2 separate regions of the Arachis hypogaea genome follow, and region 2 is linked to region 1. Evidence: chromatin contacts called from public Hi-C data. All regions are on one chromosome and are shown on one strand. Each heading gives the region's core, a stretch centred on a gene start, on an enhancer-like site or on the middle of the called end of the contact. The rest is flanking DNA. Distances are from core to core; before and after follow the strand shown.

The links. A called contact is a pair of places that touch in the nucleus more often than the background predicts.
Region 2: a contact with region 1 is called in a Hi-C map of leaf, with 4 times the contacts expected there. The contact joins the promoter of LOC112728194 here to the promoter of LOC112728190 in region 1.

The regions. Positions count from the first base shown.
Region 1 is chr12:109,658,659-109,664,794 of arahy.Tifrunner.gnm2.J5K5, forward strand. It overlaps LOC112728190, which reads right to left and starts at 2,817. Exons shown (of 6, transcript XM_025778234.2): 1 at 2,291-2,817; 2 at 2,003-2,110; 3 at 1,668-1,805; 4 at 1,484-1,544; 5 at 944-1,068; 6 at 285-563. The coding sequence starts at 2,668. The coding sequence ends at 504. LOC112728191 (vesicle-associated protein 1-2) reads left to right here. Exons shown (of 8, transcript XM_025778236.2): 8 at 1-226.
Region 2 is chr12:109,804,446-109,810,581 of arahy.Tifrunner.gnm2.J5K5, forward strand. LOC112728194 (protein ACTIVITY OF BC1 COMPLEX KINASE 3, chloroplastic) reads left to right here and starts at 2,607. Exons shown (of 8, transcript XM_025778239.3): 1 at 2,607-3,223; 2 at 3,324-3,551; 3 at 4,048-4,383; 4 at 4,676-5,231; 5 at 5,450-5,636; 6 at 5,853-6,136. The coding sequence starts at 2,822.

The sequences.
Region 1 (6,136 bases), core at 1,567-4,066:
TGCAACTAGAAATTTGGGATTGTGATCTGGCATAGGTACTTGTATCGGCAAAAGCAACGGTTAGACAGTAGACAGGTTTAAGAAATTTGGAAATTTGTATAACAATCTTATGTGGCACAGATGATTGAATTTTATTTAGGTTTGCCATTTCTGTGATACTATTTTTGGTTTTCACAAAAATAAGGAAAAAGAAAAATGAGCAAGTGGTATTGTGATTCTAAACTAATATACTAGCCACTAGTGACTAGACCAAATTAGATGCTACTTTACCCACAGCTGTCAAGTTAACAAAATTAGAATATTTAAAAGTTAATATAGTTAGATAACTATATACATAATTTTCAAATACATAGAATTTGAAATATGTCAATTTCATCACTGACAATTGCTATTAGATGGAGAGTAACGTCATTATGTGTGACTCCGCACGAAATCAATACATTCAGAGTCTCTCTAGTGATGGCAAATTTATACAGTAATCTGTGAATTGCTATATGACAAAATTAAGACTCTCTAATCAAGTTGCATCGAACAGCAATCTTCCGGAAATCGTCAAGGGTTATCTGCAGCACAACAAATCATTCTTAAGTAGTTAATTACATATGGTCAAAATAGATGTCATTCTATAATATTTTAGCAATATCAAAATTCAAGTTGAAAATGGTCAAGTTCTAGAGCCTAGATGGTGATTGATGTTCTTCTTGATGTCCAACCAAAAACAAACGGCTAAATTACATCCTTGAGATTTGGTGAAATTAATCTTGACCTGCCTCTATTTGTTCATATACATATTAATCCTCCCCAAAAACTAAAAACCTTCCTTTAGGAGGTCAAGGCCTATTTTATTTAAAATAAAGGATCGGATTGAACTTAACCGAAATTCTAGAGGCAAGTGTAACTTTCCCAACACAAGAACAATTGAAAAATGCTATTTAATACTGACCCTTCCATCTCCATCACTATCAAAGCAACGAATCATATCGACCAATTCTTTGTCAGTCCAAGAGAAATCATGAGCTATGGCTGCTCTTTGTAGATCTCTCATTGATACAGTTCCTTTTCCTGCTTCTGCACGCCACAACTTCACTTGTCATTGTCAAGCACCAACACCTTGTGATGAGTTAAAAAACAGCAAAGAAAAAAGCTTTCTACTCTCATTTACACATAAGATTAGAACCTAGTCATAATAAAATAATTACATAAGCAAGATATTGCTTAATCTCATCCTAATCAATGTCAAATATGTGATACCTAAAACAGAAATATAGACTTACCATTTGAAGAAGGTATATACTATAGAGGCCAATCAATGCATACAAAAACATAGAGCATTAGAGCAAATTGCTCATGCGATAAACATTAATAATATAGAATTGTGATGGGCTAAAAATGGCTTCTTAGACTATATTGGAAAATTGAGAGCTTAATGAGGAAAAAAAAGAAATGGTTCCTTTTTTTTATGGATAACAGTAGAAGACATTACCATCAAGCTGGAAGAAGTGTACAATGAGTTCATCTTCAGTCATTTGCAGTCTACTAGCAAACTGTAGTCACAATCAAAATATTAACTAAAAGATATGTAAGTGAATCACTCCAATAATTCAAGTTAAAAAAATTATAAAGGAGATGAATTTTCTGAACAGATAAACGAATGACTCAATACAAACCGATTTCTTGTTCTTCTTTCTTTCTTTATCCTCTTGATTTTGAATATTCCTCTTTTTCTCAGACTTAGTAATGTTCTTCACTACATGTTTGAAAGAGGAATCTTCTACACCACTGTCTTGCAGGGAAAGAGCAATTGCCTATCCACAACTATAATATAGTTAGAGAAATGTTTGTTGCACTCGTTTATCGAAAACGCTAAACCAACTAATGTGGACTCCATTGAAATCTAATCAAATGAGAGATGAATCAACAAAGTGTCTCATGTAGGCTAAATTGTTTAGGATGTATATAACAAACAAAACAAAAACAAACATGATCTAAACATCAAAATTACCTGCCTCAAAGCTTCATCTTCATCATCACCATCAACGTACTCTGAATTCCTATTACAATGCTTCTTCCCAGACACTTTAGCTTTCATTTTTAAACCTTTGTCCTTCACCTGTTGCATAGGTATGAGGACAGTAATAAACATCATAATTGGGTAGCTTTATCTTAAATTGAACATTCTACCAACACCAACAACAAAACAAGTAACTCAATTTTGCAATTTTTGCCCCATTTCAACAACAGCAACCAGAAAAGGTTAAACCCTAAAATAACAAGGTTTTCAGTGAATTACCTTCCTTTTGCGCGATCCAGAAGCATTTCCGATCACAAATTCTTCATCTTTATCGTCCGAAGAATCTGATACTGGTTCTTCTGCATCATCATCGGGGATATACTCATCATCATCATCATCATGATCATCTAGTTCTTCTTCTTTGAGCTTCTCTTTCCCTTTTCTTTTCAACAAGGAAGCCGCCATTTTATGCAGACCTAGTGCCTCCAGCTTTGCGTTATTCTCCGCTATTCTCGATAGCCTCTGCTTCTCGTACTCCGAAACCGTCTTTGCGGTCGCGGCAACGGTGGTTTCTTCCGCCTCTTCCTCTTCCTCGCCGGAGCTTGAAGCTGAGCCATCGTCATCTGGATCAGAATCAGGTACATCGCGTCTTGACATTTTTCCTTTTTCCCTCCAATTAATCGAAAATTTCACGCTTTTCCCAATTCCACTTCCACGAGTTCGTGAATTGAAGCGCCACGCCGCCACACCCACACACTCGGAGTTTCGGCGGGTAACGTGGGATCAGCGCTGTCATTTTCCCCCTCATTTGTTTTGGTCTCATTAATTTGGGTCAACAATTGGGCCTATTGGGCCTAACAAATGTCAACTACGGAATTTTAAATTACTTTTTTTAAGGCCCAAAACACTCATGTAATCTATACCCATAAAAAAATCAATTTTAATTGATTTAAAACAAGTGTTGAGAGTTCGAAATTTTTTTTGTGCATGCAACAACCAATGTAGCAAACCTTTAAATAAAACTTCAACCTGCAATGAATTAGTCTTTAATCTATTGTGTTAAGAGATATTGTAAGAAAAAAAAAAAAACAAAGAATTCACTCCTGACTCCTGAATCTCCTCTTTTTTTTTTTTTACACGGCAAACTTCTTTGCTCCCATTCTCTGAATGCTTGTTAAGGGAAAAAATGGAATAAAATAAAAAATATTAAAAATCCAAATGTTAAAATTTTAGTCTTACATCATTTCAAATTAAATTTTAAAATTAAATCAACTCTTCTGTTTAATATAAACCAAAGTTTAGGAAGATTCAATATTAGTCAATCTACTACTTATAGATTGAGTAAGTTATTCTAAGAAGACTCGAATCCAAATTTTTGTAGAATGTATTCCAAACTTTTTACTTGAGTGGCGAGTCTACTAAAAAAAAAAAAAAAAAGTAAAACAACAACATAAAATATAATAAAATGGTGCATGATAAAATAAATATTTAAGGGTGAAATGAAATCATGCTGTTTTGACCTTTGAGTAGTAAATAATGTAGCATATCATACCTCATCGTTTTCTTGCATCAGAAGGTTGACGTCTGGATTAATACCAAACAAAATTTAACGTTTTGAGGACAAAATTGATGTCCCATCATAATAAGTCTTTCGAGAACTATACTATATATAGTTTGAAGCTTCACCCTTTGTATTTTAAGAAAATTCCATGTCTTGTATTCTTTTTGGTTTTTTTTCGTTAATTTAGCTTAACGACATACCATATCTAATATTACCATGTAAAAAGATATGTATGTGCAAATTATCCCGCTTTTATAAATCAAAATGTTTGTATAAGATTTTATGTTTTATTTGACTAAATCGTGTTCCTAACTTTTAATATTGACCCTACCCTGTTCCATAATTTGGTGGTTATGATAATGACTTCAATCAATACGACACTTGCGTCGTTATGAACCAACTAATATACTAGGATTTGGATCTTCTAAAGTTTGAAATTCACTTTAAAGAGTAAAGTGTGATCTCTCACTATTTATTTAATAGGTGGACCAATAATAAATATGAAAGAGAAATCATTCAATGGTAGAGGATCCAAACTTTATTCTCTGAAGTAAAATTCAAACTTTAGAGGATCTAAATCCAATATGACTAAACTGCCGGAAGTTTTTTTTAATATAGAAATGAAGATGATATTTTAGTTGAATATTAATATTTGAAATATATTATAATATTATGAAAATTATTCAACGCGATTTTTACGTGTTAATCAAGATGTTGCAATGTGTTCAACATGCAGGTATTGCTATGTGTTGACTTTTTACCTACAAAATCCATCCACTTATAATTACACTAAATAATTTTATTTTTAATAAAAATACTAATATATTTTTTATATAAAAAAAGTCAACCCTAAACCGTTTAATTAATTAGTTAGCATATTATTAAAGTTTGTTTGGAATATAAATATAAAATATTTTATTTATTCGGGATGATTAATTTTTATATTCAATACAATAACTCAATAATCAATATTTTTATTTATTTTCCTAACAAATTCTAATATGCTAACCAACAAATTAAGCGTCCCAATATTAATTGGGTCGAAACATAGATTCATCGGTAAAACTAAAAATAATTAAACCTTTCAATAAAGCCTGAACCATGTTTTTTTTCCTGTGTCCCTAAATTCAATGCGAATAGATGTTTATGACAAACTTCCTCACCATATTTAATTTGACTTCAAAAGTAGATCACAATAGCAAATAAAAATTAGAATGAAAATAAAAAAAAATGTTCATATATATTAAAATCAATCGATCACTATGTTAGCTATTATTATTTGAATATATTTATACATATTCTTTAATTTTAACTAAATAATCAATTATAGAATAATTAAATCTATCATAGTATAATAATCAAATTTGTTTAAAGTTTATAATAAAAAATTATAAAATACTAAATACATATTTCTATAAGTAGTGGCCTAATAGTTGATTTTTCTATGTATACTTAAGCATTATTGAATATAAATATGAGTCTTTTTCTACTTTTGTATTAAGAGCTCATTTGTAGGTAATTTATAAGTATTTATATAAATTTGTATTAAACTTTGTAATATGCTTCGATTTTAGTAGGTTGACTGATGATATTAAATTCATAAAAAAAAAGGACTATGTAAGAATAAAATAAAATAAAACATGAGGACATCATGCACTCTTTATTATGAGACACAATGGAAGTTTCAGAGACAAATAAAGGAGTATATTAGGCCCTTAAATATCCCGCAAAAGACGATACATTTTGGGTCATTCTGATATAGCTAGGGACATTGTCAACTTCTTGATGTGTTTTGCATGTGTGGATTGCATTACCCAAAGGACTTGAAAGAAAACCAGTGCACAATAGTTGTCATCAATTATTGCATTTCTAAACATGAACATACACAAACTTTGGCTTCAAGTATCATTGCATATACACAAACGTGATTTTAAAAAATAGCATATTATTATTGTTATTATTTCTTGCTTTGACATTGTTTGTTTCTTGTTCTTTGTCATTAATTAATAAGTAGAAACTCTTTTTAAAAATAATTTCCATATATCAATGTATGTGGCATTCTACGGTACAATGTGGTCTTGCTTGTAGCCTTGTACCTTAAGTTCATGCATTTATACTCTTTTTTCCCATGTTATGTAAGAATGAGTCCAAAGTTAAAAGAATCAACTATTTATATATTAGAATGAATTATTATATGTATTCATAACTCATGAGAGATACAGACGCTGATAAATGTATCCATCAAATAAAAAAATGACCATTATTATACTCATAAAAATTGAGTTCCGTATGACAGAAATATCCAAATCCTAAAAAACTATTCAAAAATTCCAAATTATCCACCTTTCCACTGCGACCATCATCCTCTCTCACACTCTTTCTTTCTTTCTCTTTCTAAATCTTCTTCCAACTCTCTCGTGAGTGCCCCGCCGACGATCCCCTCCCTTTCTCCTTCCTTCTTTTTTCCTACCCTTTCATTCGCTTCCTTTTTCCTTCAGATATTGTCAAGCTTCTCACCACCCACTTAATCATCATGTATGCCACGCATGTGTCTCACCCTCCGA
Region 2 (6,136 bases), core at 1,357-3,856, 150 kb after region 1:
ACAACAATGTCCAACACAAGAACAATATGGAAGCACTCACAACACAATATGGCAGCAACTATAACAAGCAAATATAGCAAGTAAAGCAATAACAAGAACACACCGAGATTTTAACGTGGAAAACCCCCTCAAGGTAAGAGGTAAAAACCACGAGTCGTCCAGACCAATGAAATAGCTCCACTATAATCAAATGAGGTACAAGAGAGTCTCAAACAAAGCACAAAAATGTGCATATAACCAGCCAAAACATCAAAGCACCAAAGCTCACAAATGAAAAGCAAGAAGATGAAATATACCCAAAAAACAGAGCTGCTGTCGAAGCCAATTTCTCCCTCTGTAGACCTCCAATTAAAATCTCCACCGTCCAGAATGAAGAACAAGATGTGAAGAATCTACAGTTCAAATTTCACGTCGATCCAACGGTGAAAGAATGAGAAACTGCCGTTCCAAAATTGCTGCTCTGTGTAAAAACGGGAAACCTAATTTCTCTCTTGCGAAGCCAATTTCTCTCACTGCAAATCTCCAATCAACATCTCCACCGACCAGAATGAAGAACAAGATGATAAGAACATGCAGTTTAAATTTCAAGCCGATCCAACGGTGAACAACTGAGAAACTGATATTTGAAATTTACTGCTTTGGGCAAAAACGGGAATTTTGTTTTTCCCCTTCTCTCTCACTTGGTGGCTACTCTCACTCACTCTCAATGACCCCAAAAATCTGAACTAGGGTTGTGGCACAATGGGTGCAAGAGACACCCTCAAAATGTTGGGCTTGGGCCTCACAAAGGAGAGAAAAACCCAACAGCACATGGTGCTAATGTTTTTGGGCAAACAAAGTCCATTAGTATGTGATGAAATAAGTACTGTGCTAACCGGAAATAGGCTTCAATTGATTGGGCACCAAACTTGGACTCAAAAGTCTCAAATTAGTGGTCACTTTCCCCTTTCCAATTTTAGTTCACTTTCATTTTTCTTTCAATATAATGCTTCCTTGTTGGAACATGAAAACCATTAGAATGCTTTTAGTTTATGTTTTTATGTCTAAAATTTTCTAATGAAAAATATAATTTTAAAAAAATTAGTTGATATTAACTAAAAAAAATTCCCTAGTCAACCTCGTATATTTAAGATAGTAAAATCAATATCACATCAATAAATTAAATAATTTAACAAGTTTAATTTTATATTTAGTTTTTAGTATTAATGTTGTAAAAAAAGTAATTAAAATAAAAAATAAATGAGTCCTAAATAAGCTGTGAAACACATGATGAGAATTGAGATGAAAATAGGGGAGTGAAACGCATGACAATTCTCTACTAATTAACATGCATTACAACATAGGTTTAGTTATTTCATTAGGCATGTGTGTTCCTAGTGTAATTGAAGTTTGACGCCTTAAAAAACTACAAAATACAGAATCTAAAACATTTTGTTTTTCTTATAATATCCAAATGAGAGGTAGTTGATGTTGATCCTTGGCAACATTACAACCCACAAGTGTACACGACTCTAACTATTTGTCGGCCACGGAACAAGAACGTTAGTTGCATGCCATAAATTTTCTGAAAACCAAAAAAAAAAAAAAGACAAAAATCCAGAGCTTCCTTGAAATATCTTTGAAACTCAAACTGCCGTAGTGCTGGCAAATATGTAAAAAAAAAAAAGGTTTTTTTTTTTTCTATACATTTTTTAATGTTAATTTAAGCAATTAAACTAAAAGTTCTACTATTTGAAAAGCAAAGAATGAGATAGAAAAGATAATAAATATTATTTATGTATTTTTAGTGAATTAAATTATTAATTTAATGATACTAAATACTTGTACAAAAGATAATAAATAGGATTTAAATGTTCCTTACTCATCGTATGTACATAAGGAGTAGCTAGCTTAAGCTGAAAGTAATTAAAATTAGTGCTACAAAGCAGATATTATGTAAATAAATGGTGATTTTATTGAAAAATGAAAATATATGAGGTTCACATAGACTATAGCACTTAATCATTATTATTGGGATTCAAATATGGACTTACTTTACTGGAAATAATGTTTGTCATTTTTCTTTCCTTTAAGGCATATTTACCCCACAACTACAATATATATATAAATTTGTTATTTGTAAAAGAAAAATTAAGCTTTTATTTGTCTTGAATAATTTAAATAGGTGTCATTGGTAAGACTCATTCTAAATATATGAATATCCGATATTTTATATATTGAACTAATGAATTTAGAGCTTTTAAATTAACAAAATAATAAAATAAAAAATTAATCACTATTGAATTATAAATATTTTTTTCTGTTTATTAAGTACCAATAATTTTATTTTTGTCTTCTCATAAAATAATAACTCATATTTAAATATTTTTTATTAGATAAAAAGTACTGCACTCCTTTTAAATTTAAAATTTATCATGTTTTATTTTTTATTTTTAATAGTAAATTAATTAAAAAAATACAGCACTTCTCATTTTTTCTTAAATATATCAGCATTTCGTTTAAAATAATTTTAGACTTCTTTTTATTATCCAAGGCGTTGTGGAAAAAATAATTGTTGGTAACTGGTAAGAGCTCTTCTAAAAGTCATTACATAGTAATTTTTTTTTATTTTGTTTTCAATTAATGTATTACAAAAATATCTTAGAAAAACTCTTAACATGTAAATCTGACTTGCTATTTTACACGTTGGAGTTCTTATTAGTATTATTTAATATTAATAACAATAATTTGTCAGTTGGTAATTCCCATTTGCTCAAACATTCAATTTGGGTCAATTTGGCTTTTTTTCCTGTGTAGGAAAGAACCCACTATCCAACTATCCATGGCTACAGTTTCAGCACCTTTGGTTTCTTCTCCCAAACCCTCTTCTTCTTCTTCTTCTTCTTCTTCTTCTTACCATGCTTCCATTTCCTTCTCAAAATTCACCACAAAAACAAACTCTTTCAGACCCAAAAGAACCATAACCAGAACCAGAAGCTTAACATGGCTGAATCCACAACAACCACGTGCTGCACTCGTGGAAGCAACACCACCACCACCACCACCACCAACCTCAGCTGCGCCACCACCACGGCCACCACAACCATCAGTGAAGGTTCTTGCACTCCCTGCTGACCGTGCTGATGACCTTCAAGCCGAAGCAAGAGCCATGGCACGTGCTTCCAATGCCACTCTATACACCCCTGAACTCATTGCCTCCAGATACAAATCACGACCCTTCAAGGTTCCAAAGTTTGAATCTTTTTGGCAATATAAATTCTGGGTATGGCTTGATTTTGTGAATTGATTGGCAATTTAACCCCTTTTCTTGGTTGTTGGTGTAGGTGGTGGGAAGGACCTTTCAGATTCTGAGTGCTTTGGGTACTTTTGCGTTGAAGCTTTTCATTGACCAAAGGAATGGGACGCTTGATCAGAATAAGAGGATTCGTGCAATTGAGCTTAGGACCATATTCACTAGATTGGGACCTACTTTTGTGAAATTGGGTCAGGGATTGTCTACTAGACCTGATTTGTGTCCACCTGAGTATTTGGAAGAGCTCTCTGAACTTCAAGTATTGTATTTCTATTCTCCTCTTTCGAAATTTCATTCTTTTTTTAAACATATGTTTCAATTGCAAATCTCTTTGAGACTATTCTGTTATGTAAAGAATGTTTCCTGCTATGCTGCAATAATATGAATATGAGTACAAAAAGTTAGTCACAAATTTAAGTAGTTTAAGGTAGTTGCATTTGATGCAGATATGCATACAATATGCATACATTATAGGTTTCTAGGGATTTATGGAGTTAGCAATGTAATTGATGAGAATTTTGATTTGGTTGAGTGTCTGATGTCAAATATGCTGCATATGTATTATGAAGCTCTTTAGCACATAATTTGGATGAATGTGCTCTTATAAGACATTAAAAATATGCAATGAAATTTCTTCACTAATTTTGATTAGTCTATTATGTTTCTATTATGAAAGGAGGAGTGTGTGAAGTGTGAACTGTGAGTTATGAAATAGTGGTACTTAGGTTGTATCGGTCATTTTTGTTATTGATCAGGATGGTTTGCCGACATTTCCTGATGTGGATGCCTTTGCATGCATTGAGGAAGAATTAGGACTATCCCTCGAATCTATCTACTCGACTATATCTCCATCACCCATAGCAGCAGCCAGTTTAGGCCAAGTTTACAAGGCTCGGCTGAAGTACTCTGGGAAACTTGTTGCCGTAAAGGTGCAACGCCCTGGTATAGAGGAAGCTATTGGATTGGATTTCTACCTTATAAGAGGCCTAGGGTTTCTTATAAATAAATATGTGGATGTAATAACCACCAATGTTGTTGCACTTATTGACGAATTTGCACGGAGGGTATTTCAAGAGCTTAACTATGTGCAGGTTAGTTTTTCTGTCAAATATCTAAATTTGTATTCTAGTTGTAGCTAAGCACACATCTATTATCAATTTAAGCATCTTGGTTTTCCTTTTTCGAAGAAAGGCTAAACAAAAGTAAGTGGTGGACTATTTGCCTAATGCACAAGCAGAAGGTAAGAATGTATGACTGAGCCTTCTTTCTTTGTAAGATCTTAATCTGGTGTGTGCCTCAATCATCGATGGATTAAGAAGACATATTTGTAATCCAAGTCTTTTTTGTTTAGGATTGAGTGTTAATTTTGACAGGTTCCTGCAGGAGGGACAAAATGCAAGGAGGTTCAAAAAATTGTATGCCGACAAGCAGGATATTTTCGTCCCCGATGTTTTCTGGGACTACACAAGTGCTAAAGTACTAACAATGGAATGGGTTGATGGAGTCAAACTCAACGAGCAAGAAGCAATTGAGAAACAAGGATTAAAGGTCTTGGATTTGGTGAACGCCGGCATTCAGTGCAGCCTTAGACAACTACTTGAGTATGGATATTTCCATGCAGATCCTCATCCTGGGAATCTCTTGGCAACACCCGAGGGAAAGCTTGCTTTTCTAGATTTCGGGATGATGAGCGAGACACCAGAAGAAGCAAGATTTGCCATAATTGGTCATGTTGTTCACTTGGTTAACCGGGACTATGAGGCTATGGCTCGTGATTATTATGCTCTTGATTTCTTGTCAAGTGATGTCGATGTGTCTCCAATTGTACCGGCACTTCGCGACTTTTTCGATGATGCACTTAATTATACCGTGAGCGAGCTTAACTTCAAAACACTAGTGGATGGTCTGGGAAATGTTTTGTATCAATATCCATTTAATGGTAAGATCATTTATGCCTTTCAAGTTTCAATGTCTTATCATTTAACTACAAATGTTAAACATGAAAGGTTTAATCATTTATTTGGCAACTTCCATTTTCAATCTTGGAGGAGTGATATAGTTGTGGACTTATATGAAAACCAGCTGTTTGTTCCTGTCTTCTTGCAAGTCTAATCAGTTGCTTTTGTTTAATGTTTTCTTGGTCCCTTCCATTGACAGTGCCGGCATACTATGCATTAATATTGAGGTCTCTCACTGTCTTAGAAGGTTTAGCCCTTTATGCTGATCCGAATTTTAAGGTGCTTGCTGCTTCATACCCATATTTTGCTAAGAGGCTCCTAACGGACCCAAATCCCTATCTAAGAGATGCTCTTATTGAGTTGCTGTTCAAGGATGCAAAATTCAGGTTTGTAGTCTCCACTATTTTGATCTATCACTAGTTGAATATGGTCTTATATCCAATCATATATTGCCACAATCAACAAAAGTAACTGTTATTAAATAATAAACGGTTAGAATAATATAGCCATGTATTTTTCTGTCTTTAATTTCTGTCTCCTATATTAGTATAATATTGTTTTATTATGTATGCTGGAATATTCATTGATCTAGTCTAGTGCAGATGGAATAGACTTGAAAACCTGCTAGCTCAAGGGAAGAAGGACCGAGATTTCTCAGCGAAAGAGGCTCTACAACCTGTTCTGAAGGTATTATTAAGTCCAGATGGTGAAGAGCTAAGGACTCTAGTAATCAAAGAGGCTGTTCGCGTATCCGAAGCTTTTACTATTGGCACTATTTCCTCAACATACCAGGCTCTTCCTGACTTTATGAGGAACCTTGTTTTCAATGCTAATGCCAATGGACCCCTTGCAATGTCAGAAACTGAATTGCAAAGTATGATAGAGC